2 separate regions of the Pan troglodytes genome follow, and region 1 is linked to region 2. The links are chromatin contacts, called in public Hi-C maps. All regions are on one chromosome and are shown on one strand. Each heading gives the region's core, a stretch centred on a gene start, on an enhancer-like site or on the middle of the called end of the contact. The rest is flanking DNA. Distances are from core to core; before and after follow the strand shown.

Region 1 (6,325 bases), core at 1,178-3,677, 150 kb before region 2:
TCTGCCTCATTTCTTCTGTGAAGTAAATACTGGCAGCAGATCTTGTTTGCTAGGATCCTATTGATTTTCTTTTTCTTTTTAGGACAGGGTCTCACTGTGTCATGCAGGCTGGAGTGTAGTGGTGTGATCATAGCTTACTGCAGCCGCCAACTCCTGGGCTCAAGTGATCCTGCCTTAGCATCCTGAGTAGCTAGGACTACAGGCATGTGCCAGCAAAACTGGCTAATTAAAAAAAAAAAAAAAAATGTAAAGATGGGATCTGGCTGTGTTGCCCAGGCTGGCCTGGAATTCCTGAGCTCAAGCTATCCTCCCACTTTGACCTCCTAAAGTGCTGGGATTAAAGGCATAAGCCACCATTCCCCACCAAGGTCTTTGAAAGCAATAGATATCTCAGTGTTTATCACTAGTGTTAATTATGTAGCCAGTTCTATTCTTTATTTACTTTTTTCCCTTGTGGTACAGAAGAAATCTGTGATTTGGGAGGGAGCTTATAGGGAAGGTTCTGAGTGACAAATGAGCATAACGCATTTAAATTGACAACTGAGCGTGTGTCTTGGTTGGCAGGCAGGGATCAGGGTGAATGACCTACTCAGAAAGAGAATGGGATCTTAGGTCTAACTTGTGGCCCACGATAAGCTGTGGGTCACTCTTAGAACAGTGCACCTCGACCATGGCCAGGGTCCTGTGTGAGTTCCTTGTACTTGGACTCCTTTCTGTATCCTTGGCACCCTCTCGAAGCTAACCTCAAAATTACCCGGGCCCAACTCTAGACCTCTCTTCAGAGTTTAACTGCTTTTCACAACTTTCATGGAAGGAAAATCATGTTGTAACAGTAGTTGCATTCTAGAAATGTATTTTGCTGTTGTTGGAACTCTGGCATTAACGTGATACTGAGAAAAGAGTGTAGGACTAAAGAGCAAAAAGAGAATCAAGGCCCATGCTGCCATTTAAATGGTTGTGTGATCAATCTCAAAGAGAATACTTAACTCCTGCATCTAATTTCCCGAGTGGGGACAATTCCTATAAGATAGGTTTGTAAACCTATAGGTTTCCTATAAAATGGTTTGTAAATGGTAAGATGCTAGGCAAGTAGACAAGATTGTTGTCTAGCAACTAAGATTATGGACCAATTCTACCTGACAGTTTCCCTTCTGCAAGTTGGGAATGATGAAGTTTTCCCCTTCCGATGAAGAAGCATGCAGCTGTGGATAATACCACACTAGGAGATGAAGAAAGAATCATCTCCAGTGATTCCTTCCTTAAACCGCTATCTATCTTCACTGCAGACCTGGAGGGAGGGATAGGCAGAAGCCTCTTGTGGCAGTAAACAGATCCTTTTATGGCAGAAACAGGGCCAGAACAGAGCTTCTTTGTTTTTACATATATATATATATATATATATATACACACACACACACACATATGTATGTATACATACACACACACACACACATATATATATATTTTGTCTCTTTGCCAGTGTTTTCATACCTGATCAATGTTCAGCAGCCCTCTTGGGGATTTCTGATAGTGGTGATTCACAATGTATCTGAGGCAGAAGTAGAGGGAAGGAAGACAGCGAAACATACAACGTCATCTTAGGGGAAAGTGAGGTTCTTTAGAGTCACTAGGATAGCTTGAGTAACATAAAGACTCATAACCACCTTTAGGATCCCCCCTTTTTTTTCTTCCGGTTTCTCTCCTTCTCTTGCCTAATTTCTTTGCCTGCAGAGTTGGACAAGTGTAACTCAGCACGGAGGCTCCTGTGCTACGGGTGTGAGCCGACATTCTCAGGCACTTTGGCGATGAGCCTCATACACAAGTGAAGGCTTTAAGTCCGAGCAAACTACTAGAGCTTGAACCAGTTTACACAAAAACACTTTAATTGACAGTATACAATTTTCCAAAATATATTTTTGTAAGAAAATGCAATAATTATTAACTATAGTTTTTACAAACAAGTTTCTCAGTAAATTCCAGTGTACTTCAGACCCCTGTCCACTAAGACATATATGATCCCCCAGTTCCTGGGCAAACTGTTGAACATTCACTGCAGACAAAAAGACCAACACCAAAGAGTCATCTGTGTCCTCCATGCTGTGTTTGCAGCAGACCTGAGGGATCAGCTAGTGACCGTGACAAAAGCTATGCTACAGTTTTACTCTTGCCCTCTCTGCCTCCCCCATCATGTTTCCTTGGTCCCTCAGTCCTGTTGGAGTAAGTAAGTTCCATACATAAAAGCTCATCCAAAACTTTGTTTCTTGGCAGAAAGAATTGTTCACTTACATCTTAAACCTAAATGATTCAGAGAAAGTGTAGAAGACCAGTTCTTATGTTTGTGTTCATGCCCTCCCTAGCCTTGCTAGGGTAACAACTGGGAAAGGAATTCTGTCCTTTGTGTCATTCTGGCACCTTCGAGTAGCAATTCTTAATTTACCGATTATTCCTTCTGAGGCGCACAGTCTGTGGATCCAGGTTTTAATCTTGTTTCTGTCCTGAACCATGTGATTTTGAGGAAGTCACTTCATCTTTGTGAGCTTCAGATTATCTTTTTCTCTAGAAAAAGATTGGACTAGATCTTGAAATACCTTTCTCCATGACTACAGGGTTGCCTGCCAACCAGAGCATATTGACTCCAACCTTTACTGAAATGGAGCTGTGACTTTGCTGGGGAGGGGGCAGGGTTGCATTTTAAAATTAAAAAAAAAAAAAAACACCTGATCTACAAGACAAATACTTTATCATAAGTTTGTCTTGTTATATTTCATTTTTTGTTTAAAAAAAAAATCAAGCAAAAACTTGTCATTTCCAGTAAGACATTTACATTCCTGTCCAGAGAAAAAACTTGGCCATCACTCAGCTAACATAATGCTTTTTCAAAGTATGTTCACTTAAAGCAGTGCAGGGTAGATTAACATGGTCACTATATTTACATTATCAAAAAAATATATGTATATGTATCATCAGTTTGAACTTGTTCTTCAAAGTTTCTCCAGTATATTGTCAAAAAACATAAAGCTCAAGAAGTGGTTTAAATAAACTTTCTGCTAGCTTTCCTTATCAAGCGGGAAAAAAATCTGGTGCCTAGACTAGATTAAACCCGTATTCTGTCTTACAACGCAAAGAATATTCTGTACCTCCTTCATAAGCATTGCTGCCTGTCTCCCCACTCTCATGACAGTAGGCTTCCCAGTCATCATACTTGTGGTTTCTGGCCTCCTGTGCAGCTTGGGGAAACCACAGTTTACCACTGAAAGAGTTGATAAACTGTCTTTGCTACAACCTGTTTAAGTCATGCTGAGCTTCTAGTGTTCCTCTTACCTCTTCCCAGACCCAATGCTCTCTGAATTATCAGAGAGCATTTAGAACAAAGTAAAGGTGGCAGAAGATGATGACCTTTATAGATGCATGGCTGTTTGGCCTGTTGACATAGGTGTCCTGGTGGCAAGAGCAAGGCAAGGTGTCAGATTCTGAAGCTGTCCTAAGCCTAGACTAACACAGTTTGGACGAATATAAAGCAGTAACCTCTGAATCAGCCCAAAGCCTCTCCGGGTTCTCCTTGGACAGAGTGATGGAGAGTCAGGAGAGTCAGGACCGACCTGGCCAGGCACTCCTGCTCTCGAGTCCTTGCCAGTCATCATCTGTCTCCAAGAGGCCATAGGGTTGCAGCCTTTGATTGATTTGCAGAGGCCTATTTGCTGTCTCCGTCAAAAGCCCTGGCTGGTGAAGTGGACCCAGGATCAGTAAAGGAGGAATAATCCAGTCTGGCCTCTCCCACGGGACCACAACAGAAAACCTACTGGGTGGAGAGAACCCAGCGCTGGGCAAGAAGGAAGCAAACACCTCACTCAAGCCTAACAAGATTTCCTGTTTTCCCCCAAACAGGCACTGTTCTCCATCCTGCCCACCTCCAAACACTAGAGCATCGGGGCAGATGTTTTTGGAACTTGTTAGCCTCGCATCCCTCTAACTCCTGGGAAACTCGCTGGGGCCCTATGTGAACCCTTGGCCTTCCTTTTCCCCTAGGATATCAGATGGCTACAGACTGTGAGGAAGGAATTAGGCAGATGGTGCAGGACAGATCTTCCCCAGCCCCTCCCCCTACCCTTTTAAAAAGTAAGCCATCCCGAGTGGATAGCCTATTTCATCAGAGCTACTACAGCCGGAGCCTGACTCTTAAGACCCTGGAGGTGTGGCGTTTCACCCGAAAAATGGCAATTTCATTCCCCTAAGCAGTTCTGCCCATTTTCCTACTTGATCCCAGGGAATTTACGCCCAGAAGGATGGAGACCATGGCGAAAGTTCAACATTCCACACAGGATTCCCCCTTCTCAATCAGATGAAACCTCACCATGCCCACTGCTTAGGAGCCTTCTACATGGCAGCTAACTGCTGAGCCCATAAAAGTCCTATATTGGGGAATAGACATAGCTTTGTGTTCCCCTGAGATGCCACCAGAAACTGCAAGAGAACCGCAGCAGCCCCACTAGGCTCACAGAGAAGAGGAACAGCAAGGCCTAGCTCCAGGCCAGGACAGTGGGACGTTCCCACAACAGTCTGTCCCCCAGGCTGCCCTTCATGCACCCAGCATGCACTGCGCTTTCCAGGCCCTCTTTTCCTGTGGCACAGGAGAATCAGAGTGAGTGAGATGAGCTAACTGGACGTCTGCAACTGTCTGAGCTTTTGGCCTTTGGCAGTGGAGGGCTGGGTTAGAAAACAACTATAACAAAACTCTCAGCAACTTGAAATGTCCCTGAGTTTCCTATGACATACAGGGGAAAGCCTGTCCTTCCTGGCTGCTTTAATGGATTGTCTCTGAAGACACATCGCTGACGGGGGGCCCTGGGAAGGCCTCTCCTGCAGCCACTGCTCTTTCATACTGGGTCTCGGAATCACTCCCATCAGCTGAGCAGTGAACAACAAAAGGAACACGCTGCTGTCACTAGCTACAGCAGATTTTAGTCCCTGGTGGAAATGGAAGCCCAAAGATCGTGGGTGGCCTCCGCAAGGAGTGCCGGGGGCAATGGGCCAGTGTTCCTGCTGACCCCTCATCAGCTGCCCTGAGATACCAGCCTGGACTCGAGTGTCCCCTTCTCTCCTCACCTGCACGCAGGTCCCCTAAGCAGACCTGGTTCACGCACGGAGACCTGTGTGGGTTAAGCCCCCATCTCACGAAGCAAATGTGAGAAAATCCGAATCCAGAACAAGGGGTTCAAGGTTATGAATAACCTATGCTAATCCCAGAGGCCCCAGGACAGAGTAAGTGGGAACAAACAATGAGTGTAGGGAGGGGTAAGAACACAGAGGGTGGGAAGATGGGTACACGAGGCTGGGGTAGGAGAAGGAAAACTTGGGAGCTGGACTTTCAGGTTGTCAGATCCCACCGAGCCAGGATGTAGCCCTGCCCTCCTTTCCAGCCCAGCCACCTGCTGGAGTTTCACCCCTGCCCGGGACTGCTCTGGACGGAAGGCACATGTGAACACAGCAGTGTGGCATGGTGCAAATGGAATCTTTGTTCTCATCCTGGCTCTGTCACCAAGTGGCTCTGACCTTGGGCAAGTCACTTACCCTCTTCAGGTCTCGGCAATCTCACTGCAGAATGAAGGGATTCCACTAGTTCATCTATAAAGTCCCTTACGTGGCTTTTTCTTGATCTCCCTCATCATCCAGCAGCACTGAGCTCAGGCACTAGTGGGTTATTTTACAAGAGGAATCTGGACAGAATGTGATTTGTTCAGGTTGAAAAGGGAAAAATTAAGGCCCTGGGGGGATTGGGAGGGGACACCCCTCGGAGTTCACTCTCCCTCCCCAGTCTTTCCCTTCCCCGTCCAAACGGCACTTGGGGTGGTCGGTCTGGAGCTCTGTGGTGCTGCTGGAGGCCACCGGCAGACCGGACTAGAGGTGTGTGTCTTCCTCCTCATCCAGGTCGTCCTTGGTCAGGTTGTCCAGAGGGACGATCCAGCTGTCCCCCAGCTCCCCGTTGAGGCTGACCACCTTCTTCTCCTGCATCTCAGAAGAGGTCTCCATCACTTCCAGTGTTGGGTTGTCATGGTAACCATTCTCCACTGTCTGCAGCTCCTCTGTTAGCCGTTGCTAGAGTGGGGAAGGTGACCGGTGAGAAGGGGGTTTCAGAGGGCTCTGAGCTTAATACAGCGCATGTACGTACCCCTCCCACTCAGGAGCCCCACTGTAGCTAAAGCAGGCCCTCATTGCTCGCCTGTGGGGCTGGCTGCTCCTGGTGGTCATTCTGGCTCTCAGCCTGCCCGGAACTAGTTGGGAACAAAGACTTGCCCCTCACCCTCACCCTGGTGGCAGAACCTGTGAA
Region 2 (5,893 bases), core at 2,587-5,086:
CTCAAGGTTCTTCTGTGTTGTGGCAGGTAGCAGGTTTCCTTCCTTTCCATAGCTGCATCAAGTTCTGTTGTGTGGAAAGAAAACATTTTCTTTCTTTTTTTTTTGGGCGCAATGTTGGCTCACTGCAACCTCCACCTCTCAGGTTCAAGCGATTCTCCTGCCTCAGCTTCCCAAGTAGCTGGGATTACAAGCACACGCCATCATGCCCGGATAATTTTTGTATTTTTAGTAGAGACAGGGTTTCACCATGCTGGCCAGGCTGGTCTTGAACTCCTGACCTCAGGTGATCCACCTGCCTTGGACTCCCAAAGTGCTGGGATTACAGGCGTGAGCCACCGCGCCTGGCAGAGATCACAGTTTCTTACGCCACATTATCTTAGCATGGGGTACCTCACATCTGTTGTGTGATGTGTCCAGCCTGGATTCGGACTATGCTGTTACTGGCCATTATTGCACACCCACTGAACTCCAGGGACTGTTTTAACGTCTTAGGTAACGGTCTTTAGGAAGTTCTCACACTTTCGGGAACCTCCATTGCAGGTGGAAAAGGTCTTTGTTCCTCCTGCCTCCCTGACCCCCAAGAACACGGTTGTTCCACCAGAAAAAGCCCTCATTCCTTGGCCATGTTTACACGTTCTGAATGAAGGATTCAGCTAGGAACCTCTACTGCTTTGAGAAGCATTTCAAAAGATAGAAATAAGAAAAATGAACAAACATTCCTGCATTTTTGAAATGGTGACATTTCATTTGGGCATCACACCCACTGTGTGAGATTTGTGATCTCCATGTTTGGGATGAAGAAATGGATGTGTGAGGTGGAAGAAGGGATGGGAGGGGAAAGGGTAGCTTGGAGCAGGGCTAGCAGGAGGCAGCGAGGTGCTCAGGCCGTAGTACCTGCCCCGAGAGGAAGCACCCTGCACATCTGTGCCCTGGGTGCTCACTTGACTCACCTAAGTCCTAGCTCTGGGCAGGAGGCTGAGCCTGAGAGAAGCCTCCCCAAGGCCAGGAGCAGGTGTCCACACCCCAAGGTCTGAAAGCCACCCTAAAGTGGGTTCAGGGCTGTAAGGGGCTCCGTGTGGGAAGTCAAGAAGGCCCCCGGGGGCTGAAAACAGAGTTTGACCTGAAAGAGGCCTGAGCCCCAGGACCTGCACTGTGTCTGAGTTAATTGTCCCCACCCTCTGCCTGTCCCTTGTCTTAGGTGTTCAGTCCTAATTACTGCTTTTTTTTTTTGTTTTTTTTTGTTTTGAGGCGGAGTCTCGCCCTGTCGCCCAGGCTGGAGTGCAGTGGCATGATCTCGGCTCACTGCAACCTCCGCCTCCCAGGTTCAAGCGATTCTACTGCCCCAGCATCCCGAGTAGCTGGGATTACAAGTGCGTGCCACCATGCCCAGCTAATTTTTTGTATCTTTAGTAGAGACAGGTTTTCACCATGTTGGCCAGGCTGGTCTCAAACTCCTGACCTCGTGATCCTTCCTGCCTCGGCCTCCCAAAGTGCTGGGATTACAGGTGTGAGCCACGGCGCCCAGCCTTAATTACTGCTTCTTAACATCCCTACAGGAGCCACCTGAAGGTGCTATGGATGCAGGTGAAGAAATGACATCCAGGCAGGGCTTATGCAGATGCCTCTTGCCTCCAAAAGGAGGATTGGTTCCCTCTGCTGTACTTAAAACAACTTGAAGCTGGGAATTGTGGAGGGGGGGAGGGGGCCTCAGTCCCACAGAGACCTAGCTCCCATTTCGTGTGGCCAGGGTGTTGAGAAACTTTGTCCCTGGAGCCCCTGTGCTGAGTCATAAACACATGGGACAAATTCCAGCAGAAACGACCATTCACTAAGTTGCAAGTGACTTTCTCAGTCTTCTTTGCTTTTGTGCAGAGAAGACTGAGAATTCAGCCCTAGAGAATTCAGCTCTGGTTGTGAGTGCCTCTTTTCCAGGGCAGAGACTTCTGGAAAAGCAGATGGAGCCTTGTGGAATGGGGCTCTCTGCCTCATCTGGGGAGTGACTCTCGATTCCCCTCACCTGTCCCTCCCATCACACCTGGGCTTCTTTGCAGTGACAGGTGTGTGTCTGGAGAGGGAGTAGAGTGGAACGCAGGGTGTGGCTGTGGGATGTGGGGGTCGCAGAGGTGCACCCTGGGATCTGAAGGCTGGCCTCTGTCCTCCCATCTGGACGGGCAAGGAGCTCAGCCTCCCAGACTCTGCTTTCTGAGTCATCTAATGGCAGTCCTCATAATTTCCTCCTAGGATGGTTGAGACGGTCAAAAGGAAAGCAGGTGGGAAAACTCCTGGCGAAGCAGAAAGTGTTTCGCTGTGGGGAGGTTTTATTTTTCCCTCATGAGGAGTGGACGGTGGAGGCGGGGGGACAGTGGGAGGGAAAGGCCTGGGCAGGCGTGTTCGGGAAAAGATGATGAAGGGCACTTTGGAATTTGTAGATACCAGGAGACAAAGGGGAGGAGTGCTGTGGGGGGTCATTTGGGGTTGGAGGCTGAATAAGCAGGGTGTGGAGTGGGGCAGAAGAATCCAGCATCTCCCAAAGTGGAGGGATAGTGAGCAGTTGCTGCATGTGTGGGGTGTGTGTGTGTGTGATGTGTTTTGTGTGTGCTGTATGTGTTTGTTGTGGTGTATGTTGTGTGTGCTGTGGTGTGTGGGTGCTGTATTGTATATGTAGGGTGTGTATGCTGTGTGTTGTGTGTGTGGTGTGATGTGTGTGTGTTGTAGTGGTATGTGTTGTAGTGGTATGTGTTGTGGGGGTGTGTATTTGTGGTGTGTGTGTTGTGTGACGTGTGTGTAGGGTTTATGTGTTGCATTATGTGTTGTGTGTATGTTGCGTGTGTTGTGTGTTGTCTGGTACATTGTATTGTGGGTGTGTGTTGTAGGGATATGTGTGTTGTGTGTTATGTTGTGTGGGTATGTGTGGTGAGTTGTCCATTGTGTGTCGTGTTGGGTGTGTGATGTGTGTTGTGTGGTATGTTGTACTCTGTGTGTGTGTTGTGGGGTATGTGTTGTATGGATGTGTGGTGAGTTGTGTGGTAAATTGTGTTGTAGGGGTGTGTGTTGTAGGGGTGTGTATTGGGGTGTGTATGTGTGGTGTGTGTTATGTGATATGTGGTGCATTGTGTTGTGGGGTGTGTGTCATAGGGGTGTTTGTGGTGTGTGTTGGGTTGTGTTGTGGGTATGTGTGTGTAGCTGATGTTGGGATACATTGTGTGTTTTGTGGGTGTGTGTGGTATGTTTTGTGTTGTGTTGTGGGTGTGTATTATAGGGGTGTGTGTGTTGTGTGTTGGGGTGTGTGTGGCGTGCCTTGTGTGGTATGTGGTACATTGTGTTGTGGGGTATGTGTTGTAGGGGCGTTTGTGGTGTGTGTTGGGGTGTATATGTGTGGTGTGTGTTGGGTTGTATTGTGGGTATGTGTGTTGTGTAGTGGATGTTGGGATGCATTGTGTGTTGTGGGTGTGTGGCATGTTGTGTATGTTGTGGGTGTGTGTGGTGTGTTTGTTTTGTGTTGTGGGTCTGTGTGCTGTGTTGTGGGTGTGTTGTGGGATGTGTGTTGTAGGGGTGTATGTAGTGTGTTGGGGTGTATATGTGTGGTGTGTGTTGGGTTGTGTTGGGGGTATGTATGTTGTGTAGTGTGTGTGTTGGGATGTGTTGTGTGTGTTGTGTTGTGGGTGTGTGTGGTGTGTGTGCTGTGTTGTGGGTGTGATGTAGGGTGTGTGTTGTAGGGGTGTGTGTGGTGTGTGTTGTGCGGTGTCCTCCTGGGCATGTTCCCACCTTGGCAGTGCTGCCTCTGCCTGGGCCGCCCTTTGGGCAGCTGCTCCTGAGCCCTGCCTGGCTTAGTTGGCCTGTGCCCGCCACCTGGTGGCCGAGAGTGGAAGGGCAACCGGGCGTCTCACCACGGCCGTGGCTTGGGCGCATCCTCCTTTAAGAATAGGTCCTTGTCCCCCTCTCTGCTTGTGTCTCTTCTCCTCAGCGTCTTGCCTCTACCTCCTTCTCTCACCTCTGTACCAAGGGGGTCGGATTTCAGGTTTCCCCAAACGTCTCAGCGTGAATGGGAGTGAAGTCTCCAAGGTTGCCTGCCTCCCAGGGCGGTCGTGAGGATGACATGGCTGAGGAGGGGGCTGTGACAGGATGTGGCAGCTCACAGGCTCCTCAGGCATGACAGGAGAGGTACAGGATGAGCTTGCAACCCCCTCAGAATCAGGTGGCTATTGTGGAGCAGCCCCTCCAGGATCCCAGCACAGGTTCCGTCCCTGCCAGTTTACGGGAAAGGTGGCCAGGTGTCAGCAGTCAGGCATTTCTACTCCACGTAACACCCACCTGCTGTGTATTTTCTATTAAGGATTTTCAAAACAAACAAGGGAATTATTTGAGATGCATAAAGTTACATTGTGTGGATTTACTAAGCAATTAAAGCAAATGCTGTGAGTAATTGCAGATGTGCTGTCCAGGTATTGTTCTGGTTTTAACTACTGATCCCTTCTCCCTAAAGAGCAGGCCCTGGTCCTTTAGACAGAGCTGCCTGGGCTGATAGCTCTGCCCTAAGTGCGCAATGATTCCTTCATTCATTTGTACATTTGGTTACTGATGTAACAAGTATTCATTAAATCCGCAGCACGCGCCTGGCACTGTGCTACATACTGGGGACAAAAAAGATGAACAAACACATCCTGCCCTCCAGGGTCCTGACTACAGCTAAGAGGCCACATCAAGATAAATGCAACAAGCCTGCATCAGGGGGCTTCACCTGAGCCAAGGCTGTTGTCCCCAAAGCGTCTGACATGGGGGCCTTTAAGAGTTAGTGTTTCAGGAATACACACACCGGTCTTTTCAGACTCATCTGTGTGAAACTCACATTCTGATGCTCTGAGATTCTGATGCAGTCGGTCTATGAAGCTCCTGGAAGCCAGGTGTGTAGCCCCTTTTCTAGAACATGACTGGGATAGGAGAGTGGAGACAGGGCAGGGGATTTCAAGGCGACAGGCTGGTGCTGCCTGGGGAAGAGGGGCTCTTAGAGCAGCCAGGCACCTCTGCTGATTGGCCTGGACCTAGGAGGCCAGGGCCCCATGCTCTGTGCTGTGGGCTCCCACCAGGCAGCAGTGGCCTCCACAGAGAGAGTGCGGCCTGCCAGTGGCAGCTTCGCTGTCTGGCACAAAGTAAGTGAGGGTTTAATGACATTGCCATGATGTCTTTCTTTTCTTGGGTTCCTGCTGCCTGCACCTGGCGGAAATACAGCGGGGTGGGCTGAGGCTTCTGTGTTCTCTTGGAGTTGATGGTCACAGCTCCTTGATCTGACTGGCCTGGCTTGACTGGATCACAGAAAAAGCTGCTTATTCACCTAAACAGGCCAATGTCACCAGCAAGACTGACTTGGGATACAAAGCAACTCTGTATCTATGGCTTATTTCCAAAAGGATGTTCTATAAACATTAACTCAATGTAATTTATAATAATAATATAATTAATATCACAATATTGTATATAATATATAATCAATATAATCATAATACAATATTATAAAATTAATATAATGTTATAATAGAATTAATAGTTACACTATCATATAATACAATATTTATACTATAATATAGTTAATTTTTATAATATTAATTTATGAAAATTTCAAATGCAGAGAGGGAAAAAATGAGAAGACAAGAGAAAAATGAGAGATTGATGGTCAACTTAGGATATATTGGTAAAACATAATTTAAGTTGTAAAAATAAACAGTTTTTTGAAGTAGCTACCCAGATGTTTTGATAAAATGACTTTTCAAGAGGTGGGGGTTGCATTCAGCATTTCCCAGGTACATTTGGTCATGGAGTCCTTCCTGGGAACCGCCTCTCCACACTACAGTTTGGGGAATATCAGTTTGGGAAACATTTCTCTATGGTTTTACCTTCT

What was found. Hi-C and Micro-C count contacts between places; a contact is called where the count stands out from the background.
Region 1: a Hi-C map of stem cell-derived neural progenitor cells shows a contact between it and region 2, with 8 times the contacts expected there. The contact joins two enhancer-like sites. A contact is called at or near these places in 3 of 7 Hi-C or Micro-C datasets (blood, induced pluripotent stem cells and stem cell-derived neural progenitor cells).

Annotation. Positions count from the first base shown.
Region 1 is chr6:146,865,629-146,871,953 of NHGRI_mPanTro3-v2.0_pri, forward strand. It overlaps PODXL (podocalyxin like), which reads right to left. Exons shown (of 8, transcript XM_527978.9): 8 at 1,866-6,093. The coding sequence ends at 5,896. Among named protein-coding and RNA genes, the nearest start is that of PODXL, 55 kb to the right of the region's middle. Within about 2 kb of position 2,428, at least 2 of the 24 cell types and tissues checked have an H3K27ac peak or open chromatin away from gene starts, as enhancers often do. A contact at or near this core is called in stem cell-derived neural progenitor cells, where this site is marked.
Region 2 is chr6:147,017,100-147,022,992 of NHGRI_mPanTro3-v2.0_pri, forward strand. No RefSeq gene overlaps it. Among named protein-coding and RNA genes, the nearest start is that of PODXL, 96 kb to the left of the region's middle. Within about 2 kb of position 3,837, at least 7 of the 24 cell types and tissues checked have an H3K27ac peak or open chromatin away from gene starts, as enhancers often do. A contact at or near this core is called in stem cell-derived neural progenitor cells, where this site is marked.